Linked DNA regions of Mus musculus: regions 2 and 3 are each linked to region 1. A link is a contact called in public Hi-C data. All regions are on one chromosome and are shown on one strand. Each heading gives the region's core, a stretch centred on a gene start, on an enhancer-like site or on the middle of the called end of the contact. The rest is flanking DNA. Distances are from core to core; before and after follow the strand shown.

Region 1 (3,840 bases), core at 705-3,204:
GGGAATGGGCAGAACACATGCAGGAGTATGCTTACATACTTCCAGGCAAACTAGTCACATATATAAAAAGATTAAAAAAAAACTTTACAATTACATATACTCTTTTTGGTGGTGGTGGTAGTGGTGGTGGTTGTAGGGTAATCTAGAATGACAAGTTTAAAAAATCATGTCCTCTGACTCTATGAGGAAACTGGTCAGAAACTTTAGGCCTAGGCTTGTTGGAGGGCACAGGAAGAAGACCTGGGCTCTGTTTCCCAGTATGCATTTTGGTCTGTGTCTGGAGGAGTAAGCTATACCTTGCCTGATGTTTAGCGTGTGTGTCTGTCTGAGCACCTGTACCTGTGTGAATTCAGGAATGCCAGGAGGCTTTAGGTAACCTCTGAGCACGTTGTACCTCCTCATTTTGAACAGGATCTCTCCTGAACCTGGGACCCAGGTTCTCTTTCCTAGCTAGGCTGGATGCCAACCAGAGCCTGTCAGTTCTCCTTTTTGACTGTGGGGTTACAGATGTAGCGGTATTTCCGTGGGTGCTTTTACTCACCAAATCATCTCTCCATCTCCCAAAGACCTATTCTGACTCCCTACGATGGTCCAAGCTTTGTGCTCAGCTTCGAGGCCATAGCAGGACAGTGTTCAGAGGTTATCTCTGACGTATCACTTTCGAGCCTATTTTAAAGAAATTCTCTGGGTTATATCTGTTCTTAAATAGGTCATTTATTTGGTACTTTATGTTCTTAAAATCTGCCTTAAATTTTATCCTTTTCAAGACTATCAGGTGAAAACATATCAGCTCTTGTCTTCATTCCATTTCCTGTTAGAGTCATAAAATACCCTGGAGAATACAGTTATAGGAAGGAAGGGTGTATTTGGCTCACAGTTTCCATGGCGCTGTTGTAGGGATGTCAGTGTGGCAGGCAGGAACCTGAAGAAGCTGGTCGCATCCTGTCCAGTCAGGAGAACCGAAGGCATGTGCGCACACGCATGCGTGTTTCATAGGCTGTGGCACCCATCATTCTGAATTGTATCATGATGTTGGAACACTGAACCACCACAGCTCTCATTCACATTTGGTCTGAGCAGCTCTCTCTCTTTGTACTTACTTCTCATGAAATTGAAGCTGGCCTTGCTTGGGGGCACTGGAAGCATGAGTAAATGGACTTAAATGCTTTTATCTGAGTAGGAAATGAGTTCCTAAGCCCATTGCCTTTTCATTCAACCGTTAGGATCCCACACTCCCTATTTTTCATCTTTGTGTATGTTTATATAATGTATACATGCTTGTGTGTGTACATGAGTCTGAGGGCCTGTGCAATGGTCTGTGTGTGTCATCATGGAGGTCAGAGGACAACTACAAATGTTAGTCCTCATTCTTCACCTTGTTTGAGACTTCTATGCTTTGCCACTCTGGGCTAGTTTAAGAGCTTTTTCCAGGGGCTCTTCTGTTTCTGTTTCCCACCTCTCCCAAGTGAGTGTTAATAGTACTGATATTACTGCATCTGGCGGGCTCTAGGGATTCAAACTTGTCCTCACGTTTGATGGCAAGCACCCTTACCCACTGCATTGTCTCCATGGCTTGGATTCTGTTATACAATGGGGTAGCTACTTGTCTTCAACCCATTTCACAAGAAATTACTTTTTACACAGTGTATGCCAGGAGGTAGGAGTGGCAGCTATAGCTGCTGAGCTTAGTCACCCCGTTCTGCCAGCTACTGAGGTTAGTCTCTCCTGCCAGCTGCTGAGCTTAGTCCCCTCCCCTGCCTTTGCCAGCTGCTGGGCTTAGTCCCTCCTGCCAGCTGCTGAGGGTAGTCTCTCCTGCCAGCTGCTGAACTTAGTCACCCCGTTCTGCCAGCTGCTGAGGTTAGTCATCCCCTTCTGCCAGCTGCTGAGGTTAGTCATCCCCTTCTGCCAGCTGCTGAGCTTAGTCATTCCCTTCTGCCAGCTGCTGAGCTTAGTCATTCCCTTCTGCCAGCTGCTGAGCTTAGTCACCCCGTTCTGCCAGATGCTGAGGTTAGTCTCTCCTGCCAGATGCTGAGCTTAGTCCCCTCCCCTGCCTTTGCCAGCTGCTGGGCTTAGTCCCTCCTGCCAGCTGCTGAGGGTAGTCTCTCCTGCCAGCTGCTGAACTTAGTCACCCCGTTCTGCCAGCTGCTGAGGTTAGTCATCCCCTTCTGCCAGCTGCTGAGGGTAGTCATCCCCTTCTGCCAGCTGCTGAGGTTAGTCATCCCCTTCTGCCAGCTGCTGAGCTTAGTCATTCCCTTCTGCCAGCTGCTGAGGTTAGTCATCCCCTTCTACCAGCTACTGAGCTTAGTCACCCCCTTCTGCCAGCTGCTGAACTTAGTCACCCCCTTCTGCCAGCTGCTGAGGTTAGTCATCCCCTTCTACCAGCTACTGAGCTTAGTCACCCCCTTCTGCCAGCTGCTGAGCTTAGTCACCCCCTTCTGCCAGCTGCTGAGCTTAGTCACCCCCTCCTGCCAGCTGCTGAGCTTAGTCACCCCCTTCTGCCAGCTGCTGAACTTAGTCACCCCCTTCTGCCAGCTGCTGAGCTTAGTCATCCCCTTCTGCCAGCTACTGAGCTTAGTCCTCTCATCTGCCTGCCACTGCTGTTCTCTGTGCTGCAAACCAAAAGTAAGTAAACTTAGTTACCCGAATATTGTCTCCTCTTATCTGAAGGGTATATAATTTCAGTGAAAATGGAAGTGTTCTTAAGGTTCTTATCATGTTACACAGTGAGATTTATTGGTTATCATTTGGAATGTCTAAGGTAACAAACACTTTTCCAGTTGCTGGACATATGATAGTGAACAAAGCAATGTGATTTTTCCATCTGCAACTTAAAGATTGTTAAGAATGTTCTCCCAAGCCTGGCAGTGGTGGCGCACGCCTTTAATCCCAGCACTTGGGAGGCAGAGGCAGGCGGATTTCTGAGTCAGAAATGGTCAGCCTGGTCGACAGTGAGTTCCAGAACAGCCAGGGCTATACAAAGAAACCCTGTGTGTTAGAGAGAGAGAGAGAGAGAGAGAGAGAGAGAAACAGAGAGAGAGAGAGAGAGAGACGGGGGGGGGGGAGAGAGATTGTGTGCTTATGTATACATGTATATATACTCTGTGTGTGTGTGTGTGTGTGTGTGTGTGTGTGAGGAGAGAGAGAGAGAGCGCGCGCGCCCATGAAAGCCAGAGGAGGTGTCAAAGCCCCTGTGGCTGGTGTTAAAGGTGGTTTTAAGGTGTATGCTATGGTGCTCAGGACCTGTGCATTGTAACTGCTGAGCCATCTCTGCACCTCAGGCACACTCTCTATTTAGGACTATCGAGATGGCTCAGCTAGTGGAGGCTCTTGGTGTCCAGCCTGGTGACCTAGATTTTAAGCCCTGGTTTGAAGAAGACAACCAACTCGTGTAAGTGGTCCTCTGACCTCATGTACACTGTGGCTCAAACATACACATAATTTTTAGAAGAATGTTTTCATCTAAATTTTGTAAGTACTATATACTATGCTCACAAAATCCGATTCTACGCAGAATTATGAACTACACATTCTAGCCTGAGTTCTGTGAATAGCTGTCTCTTGTGCTCTCCATTTTGGTTTAGACCCCTCCAGACCAACACAAACAACCCCTTGCAGTGTGTTAATAGTAAAACGTTTTGTTTGTTCTGAGATACAAAGGGCCTTTGCTCGAGGGGGCATTGCGGGTTAAGCACAGTGCTCCCTCCCAACACTTACTTTCTCTTCTCTATAAAGACTGTGATTGTTTAATGCTGACATGTTAAAGCTGACATGTTTGAATACACACTTAAGCAATAAAAAATATTGAGCAGGAAATAAACAAAACAAAACAAAAACCATATG
Region 2 (3,522 bases), core at 132-2,631, 77 kb before region 1:
GTTTGGGGAGGAATCGTCTCTACAGCGTTTGCAAAGTGAAAACATTGAGTGAAAAAGAAACAGAAAGGAAAGCAGATAGGTTAGTAACAGGCTACAGAAAAGGGGTAAATAATTTGTCAGTCAGCATGCAACATAGGTCAAGAAGTGACTTCATCAGAATACTGCATAGATATGGTTTCTTAAGTCTGATTGGCCTATTACACTACAGGAAAAAACACATTCCCCTCTGTGGTGCTGGGGATGAGCCAGATCTCATATGTGCTGGGCAGAGGCTCTATCACTAACCACATCCTCATGTTTTTTTTTTTTTTTTTCCTTTTTTCATATGTGTGCATGTGTGGATTGAAGACAGGACGCATATGTTTGTGTATGCGGGTAGAGGCCAGAGGCTGGCCTTGATGGTTCTGTCTCGGCCACTGTCCACCTTAGCATTTGAAACAAGGTCATTCACTAAACCTGAGTAGACCAATTCCATGGCACTGGCTGGCCAGCCAGCCCCAGGAATCCTCCCATCTCTATGTCCCCAGTGCAAGAGTGCAACGCACCACCTGACTTTTCTTATTATTACATTTTAATTTATTTATTATGTGGGAGCACTGTATGCCATGGGGCATATAGGGAAGTCTGGGGGTAACTTGGAGGAGCTGTTTTTCTCCTTCTTCTATGTGTGTCCTGGGGATTAAACTCGGGTTGGCAGCAAGTGCCAGTTGACCAACACTGGTTTTTGTTTTTGTTTTTGTTTTTGTTTTTGTTTTTGTTTTTTTAAACATGGGTTCTGGGAGATCAAACTCATGCTGTGTTGAAAGCAGTTTACCTACTGATCCATATCGCCAGCCTTCTTCTTTTCTTTTACAGTTTTTAAAAATTGTTTAATTCTTAAATTTTTAAAAAAATGTTTAATTTTCCACTCTACAGTTTTCACTATCTATTTTTTTGACAAGCCGTTGTCAAAGTCATATGGACACATGGTTATAAAAATGTCCTTGACTAGGTGTGGTGGTACATTCCTTTAATCGTAGGACTGGGGAGGCAGAGATAGGTGCCTGTCTGTGAGTTCTAGGCCAGTCTGGTCTACATAGTGACTTTTAGGCTAGCCAGGGTTACACAGTGAGACCTTGTTTCCATCACGGCAAAAGCTTGGTGCTGAAGAGCTCACTGTGAAAGGTAGGGTACTGCAGCTCCCTCCTGTCTTCAATCCACACTCTTCCTTCCACTTAAACCTTGGAGCAGAGCCTGACTTTTTACCATCTACAGTGTTTAATCCATCCAGGCGGTTGCTTCCCTATCGCTAGCAATACATCTACACAATTGCGATTGCCACTTCTTTATTTATCGAGATGAGGTGTTATCTGATTAAGACTTCCTTCCCGGTCTGTTAGAGGAGAACTCAGTTCACTTACACCCCCCACCCCTTCACCACCACAGGCTCGGCTGCTTTTAGTTCCCCTATTGATGTTTTAGGAAACTCACTTCAGTTTTTGTAACTTCTGTAATAATCAGCTTTGCTTCCTGTTCTGTTAAATACGATCTGTATCTCTCAGCTCCACATTTCGTGTGTCTTCTTTCACTTCCAAAACTGTTTTATTGCTGTCTTTGTAAGATATCAATAGTTCAAGGAGGGGGGGGCAGAAACAGAGAGAGGAGGGGATGGAGACTGAGAGGGAGGAAGGGAGGGAAAGAGAGAGACAGAGACAAAAAAAAAAAACCCCAATAACAACACAAAACCATTTGCACACCAGGCTGGATGTGGTGGCACAGACCTATAATCCCAGCCCTCTGAAGACTGAGAATAGAAGAGAGTGAGTTTGGGGCTATCATGGGCTACATAGTAAGGTACAGTCACAAACAAACAAAAGAGTGCAATGGAACAAATTTTCATCGTGACTTTTTTAGTAAATGAGAGAGGTTCAGGGTTGTAGCTTAGCAGAGTGTTCACCTAGCATAATGAGGCCTTGAGTCTCATCCCAGTCAGCATACACTGAGCATAATAATGCATGTCTATAATCCCAGAACTCAGAGGAAGAAGCAGAATGATCTGTAGTTCAAGGTCATCCTTGAAGTTCAAGACCAGTTTGGGTCATATGAGGTCCTGCCTAAAGGGAGAAGACAGAAAATGTGAATTAGTCTATTATGTTCAGGCAAGAACAGAAAGTAGCGTAGGGCCAGGCAGTGATGGCGCACGCCTTTGATCCCAGCACTTGGGAGGCAGAGGCAGGCAGATTTCTGAGTTCAAGACCAGCCTGGTCTACAGAGTGAGTTCCAGGACAACCAGGACTGCACAGAGAAACCCTGTCTTGAAAACAACAACAACAACAACAACAACAACAACAACAACAAAGTGGTGTAGGAACACATATCTACCACCCAGATCTTCAAATATGCATGTCTATTCTTATCCTTCTTAAAAATAAAAGAATTGCTGATCCATTGATGGCCCCAGGCTCATTATTATTCTATTTAACTTTCACCACAATCTTTACCACAATACTGAAATCAACTTTATTAACTCAGTACTAAACATTCTTTCTCAATATTCTACACTTTGGGTATGGGTATGGTGTATTAGTCAGGGTTTTCTAGAGTCACAAAACTTATGGAATGTCTCAATATATTAAGGGAAATTATTGGAATGACTTACAGTCCAATTAACCCAACAATGGGCAGCTGTGTTGCTCAGTCCCATGAGGCTAGGTGTTTCAGCTGGTCTTCTGTATAAGCTGGCATCCTGAAGAAGCAGGTTCCAGCAGATGTACTGGCAAGTAAGTGCAAGCAGGCGAAGAAGAGTAAACCTTCCTTCTTCCAATGTCCTTATGTAGTCCTCCAGCAGAAGGTATGGCCCAGATTAAAGGTGTGTATCACTATGCCTGGACATAAGCTGTTCTTTACTTGGAACTTGCTCTGTACCAGGCTGGCCTTGAACTCAAAGATTTACTTTCCTCTGTCTCCTGGGATCAAAGGTTTGTACCACTTGCCTGGGCCTAACCTTTTCATGGTCACTGTGCCTCAAGATCTGGATCAAAAGCCTGTGTCTTCTAACCTCAAGATCAGGATCACAGGTGTGCTCACCATTTCTGGATTGTAGTTCATTTCAGATGTGGTCAAGTTGACAACTGGGAATAACTATCACACATGGTAACTCACACCTATAAATCTATAAACTTGAGGGGATTGCCTCAAATTTAAAGCCAATTTAGGCTACCTAGTAAGGTCGAGGCCACCATAGGCTACAGACTAAGACCTCACTTCAGAAAATAAAATGGGAGCTGAAGGAGTGGCTTGGTTGGTAAAGAGCTTGCTGAACAAGCAGGGGGGCCTGAGTCCAGATTCCCATAACACAGGTGAAGTCAGACTCAGTAGCATGTAATCCTACTCTCCCCACCAGGAGATGGGAGGCAGAAGCTGGAGAACACTTGGAAGCATGAGGGCCCATCAACCCGTGGCACAAAGCAGAATTCAACAAAGAAACCCAGCCTCAAAGTGATTGGTGAGGAGCAACACTTGAGGTGAGGCTGTCACCATGCT
Region 3 (3,798 bases), core at 345-2,844, 100 kb before region 1:
CTCATTGATATCTTAACATTCTTTCTTGTTTTTATATGGGGGAGTAGGGACTGCTTCCTGTGCAGTGCCCATGGCATCCACAAGAGAGTGTCAGAGCCCCATATGTAGAGTTAGAGGCCATTGTGAGCCATATAATGCGGGGTGCTGGGAACCAAACTTCAGTCCTTGACAAGAACTAATTAGCTAATTTGGGTTGTCAACTTGACACACCTGGAAAGAGGAAGCCCCCATCAGATTAACCTGTGGACAGGTCTGTGGGCTGTTTTCTTGATTGCCAGTCGATGTAGGAGAACCCAGCCCATTGTGAACAGTATGGTTCCTGGACAGGTGGTCCCGAGCTGTAGAAGGAAGGTGTGTGAACTGGAGCCTGGGTGGAAGGCAGGAAGCAGTGACTTCAGGGTCTCTGCTCCAGTTCCCACTATCTGTTCCTGACCTGACAATGAACCACCTCACCTGTAATATGAAACAAACCCCATTTTCCAAGATGTTTTCAGCCATGGTATTTATCACAGCAACAGACAGCAAACTAGAACAATAGGCAACCTTCATAGCAGATTTTTTTTTTCCAAGACAGGTTTGGGTTTTGTTGTTGTTATTTTGGTTTGATTTTTTTATGTAGCCTTGGCTGTCCTGAAACTAACTCTGCAAACTAGGCTGGCCTTGAACTCCCAGAGATCCACCTTCCTCTGCCCCTCAAGGGTTGGGAGTTAAAGACATGTTTCACTACCGCCCCATAGCAGAATTTAATCATGTTGGAATTCTTGCCTGTCAGCTGGCTCAAGACTCCAGCACACAGAGATAAGAGAGCTGTGGCATCCAGGCCATCTGTTGAATCTCCACCGCTTCACAAACGCTTTGGACTTCCTTCTGACCTCTGCTTCTCCTTCACTTCTCGAAGAATCTAGTTCATTCACTGGACAAGTGATAGGTACAGCCAACCCTTGTGCCATCTTTGTCACCAAGAAAGGGACATGTGACTGTGTCCACCTCAGCGATGTGAGAATGTAGAAGTGCATGGTAGGTCTGAGGCTGAATCTCAATGGCTCAAGTCCTGAATATAGGAGTATATGAGTGAAAAGATGCTGGCAGGCACACAGTTCCAGCTTCCTTCACAACTATCTACTAGAAATTCCTTAGCCTGCCTTTTTCCTTCTTCTGTTCGTATTTTTAATATATTTGTGTACAATGTGTTCTGAACACATTCACTTGTCAGACTCTCCCTAAATCCTCCCAGATCTATTTCACACCCCATTCACAATATTGTGCCCTTTTTTTAATACTCAAGTTTAATTTGTGCTGCCCATGTGTTCATTGGTAGGGCCATGGACAAGAGTGTGAACAACTTATCATGGGCCATGCCCTTATAGAAAATTAACTCTTGACCCCCCAGAAGCCATCGCCCATCAATAGTTCCTCAGCTAGGGGTGAGGCCACTCCTCCTTCAAAGCTGGAATGGTGACTAGTTTGATTTTGTGCAGATGACCTCAGCTCCTTTTGCTCACAAGTGCAGCAGTTTTGTCATGTCCTGACGTCACCGTTTAACTTTGGTCCTCCCTGACCTCTGGTTCTTCCTATCTTTGCTCCCCCTCTTCAGTGATGGCCCCTGTGCCTTAGAGGTAGGAGGTGTGAGGTGATGTCCTGTTTATAGCTGTACATTCCACAGACATTTAGTCCCTGCAATTTCTCCAGTTGTGAGTTTCTGTGCTAACCACCGTCCACTACATGAAGAAACTCTTCTTATGGGCTGTAGGAACTGCATTCCTGTATTCCACTGGTTTAGACACACAAATTTAGATCTTCTCAGCTGGCATAGATTCTTGGATAGATTTATAGTACTACTGTGTCTTTTATTTTGAAAATGGCGTGTAGCCTTTGTTCTGGCTTCAAGCACTATACCTAGTCAACAGCATTTCCATGTGCTCCTTTGACCAAAGTGTTGCCACCCTGAATTTTGAGCATCATGGCTACCCAGAATAACTCTGAATTTTTTTCTGTGTCTTTCCCCATCAAATGGATGGAGGTATTCCAGTGGTGTGTGGAGCTTTGCCACGAGGCCTGGTTCTGATGGTAGCTCAAGACAAGACATGTACAGTCAGCTAAGAGGAACCCACTTTTGTCCTGATATATATATATATCTTTTTGGCTCAAATTGTGGAGATCCAATTGGCCTTCTTGTTAACTAGAACAGCCTTTCATCAGTAAGTCCCATAATGAATTGTACACCACAGAGATGATACACAGATACACACACCCTACACTACACTTACAGATTATGTATATAAACACATCCCACATACAGAAACATACACACCACACACATACATATATACATACACACCACACCATACCACACCACACCACATACACAGAGTCATACTATACACACACACACTCTGTTTGTTCTTGTTCAGTGGAAAGTATTTCACCTCTCATACAGGCTTCCTCACACCTTCATGGGATTAGTTACAGTTTAACTGTCAAATCCACTGGCTTCCTGCTGCCGTGCTTTGTTAGGAGCCAAAAGAATTAGTCACATCAGAAACAGAAGGAAGTCAATTGATTGGGAGAATGTTGCAGGGCTAAGTGGCTGGAAGGACTGTGGGCTTAGAGGTCAAAGTCGCACAGTTATTTATGAAGAGTTTGCTGACTGCCATTACTCCTGTTGCCTGCACACCTGGTCCTCCTCAGGCTCTGTAATCAGAGCAAAGGCCACCACTGTGAAGGAAACAGCCACTCGCCAGAGGGTCTGAGTTTTCAAAGATCCTTGTCTGAGAAATCTATGGTGCAGGGTGAGTTAGGAGCAACAGACTCTACTGAGCAGAGTGAGGCATGGTAAAATTAGCTCTGGGCCACATTAACATTGGCACACTAAAATGTAAGTTAGAAAACCTAGGAAGGGAGGTCAGTAGAGAAGTCGGAGCTACAGAGTGTTATCTACCAACGTAACACTAAGAGGCACACAGGGTTGTTTCTAAGGACAACACAGAGGTGCCTAGTGAAGCTCTGGGCACTTTTTAAAAAATCAAGGAATGATACAGAATTGGTGAAAAGAAAAAGTCAAAACACTGAGCAATATATATATATATATATATATATATATATATATAATACATATATTATGAATATGAATATTATGTATGTGTGTATGTGTTATATATTATGTCTGTATCATATAGAATATATAACACATATATTATAAAATATCTAAACCAGAAAAAAGGGTAAAAATAATCAGAGTTTAGTTTTGTCTTACAAATTTTTCAGTAAGAAAGGCTCATAAGGCCGGGTGTAGTGGTGCACACCTTTAATCCCAGCACTCGGGAGGCAGAGACAGGAGGATTTCTGAGTTCAAAGCCAGCCTGGTCTACAAAGTGAGTTCCAGGATAGCCAGGGCTATACAGAGAAACCCTGTCTTGAGAAAAAAAAAAGGAAAGAAAGAAAGGCTGGTAGGTAAAAGTGTCTGTTGTCAAGCTTGAATTTGATCCTAACCCACATGGTAGGAGAAGAAAGCCAACTCTTTCTGGAGTCCTCTGACTTCCTCATACATGCCATGGCATGTCACAGAGACACACACACACCATCATCATCATCATCACAAATCAAATCAAATTAAAATTCTCTGTAAGGAATATTCCACCCAAAATGTTGATACATAGGTTGTGTTGTTCCTTATTTCTCAATATTAACCCTTGAAATTTTATATAAATTTTCTAAGTGTATTTAAGTTATATCAGTTATAGTACACATATATTTGTGTGTGTGTGTGTGTGTGTGTGCACATGCAAAGAGGTTTGCATG

The links. A called contact is a pair of places that touch in the nucleus more often than the background predicts.
Region 2: a contact with region 1 is called in a Hi-C map of bone marrow-derived macrophages, with 2.1 times the contacts expected there. The contact joins two enhancer-like sites. A contact is called at or near these places in 1 of 15 datasets of contacts at CTCF or cohesin (CD8 T cells), 4 of 484 Hi-C or Micro-C datasets (the Ba/F3 cell line, CD8 T cells, bone marrow-derived macrophages and 1 more), 3 of 115 datasets of contacts at active chromatin or transcription factors (CD8 T cells, bone marrow-derived macrophages and double positive thymocytes) and 3 of 9 other capture datasets (adipose tissue, liver and pancreatic islet).
Region 3: a Hi-C map of female germline stem cell-derived STRA8 germ cells shows a contact between it and region 1, with 2.9 times the contacts expected there. The contact joins two enhancer-like sites. A contact is called at or near these places in 17 of 484 Hi-C or Micro-C datasets (8-cell embryo, B cells, the Ba/F3 cell line and 13 more), 2 of 115 datasets of contacts at active chromatin or transcription factors (CD8 T cells and bone marrow-derived macrophages) and 3 of 9 other capture datasets (adipose tissue, liver and pancreatic islet).

The regions. Positions count from the first base shown.
Region 1 is chr1:125,388,460-125,392,299 of GRCm38.p6, reverse strand. No RefSeq gene overlaps it. Among named protein-coding and RNA genes, the nearest start is that of Actr3, 45 kb to the left of the region's middle. Within about 2 kb of position 1,954, at least 32 of the 459 cell types and tissues checked have an H3K27ac peak or open chromatin away from gene starts, as enhancers often do. A contact at or near this core is called in bone marrow-derived macrophages and pancreatic islet, where this site is marked.
Region 2 is chr1:125,464,725-125,468,246 of GRCm38.p6, reverse strand. No RefSeq gene overlaps it. Among named protein-coding and RNA genes, the nearest start is that of Actr3, 31 kb to the right of the region's middle. Within about 2 kb of position 1,381, at least 112 of the 459 cell types and tissues checked have an H3K27ac peak or open chromatin away from gene starts, as enhancers often do. A contact at or near this core is called in bone marrow-derived macrophages, where this site is marked.
Region 3 is chr1:125,488,232-125,492,029 of GRCm38.p6, reverse strand. No RefSeq gene overlaps it. Among named protein-coding and RNA genes, the nearest start is that of Actr3, 54 kb to the right of the region's middle. Within about 2 kb of position 1,594, at least 37 of the 459 cell types and tissues checked have an H3K27ac peak or open chromatin away from gene starts, as enhancers often do. A contact at or near this core is called in pancreatic islet, where this site is marked.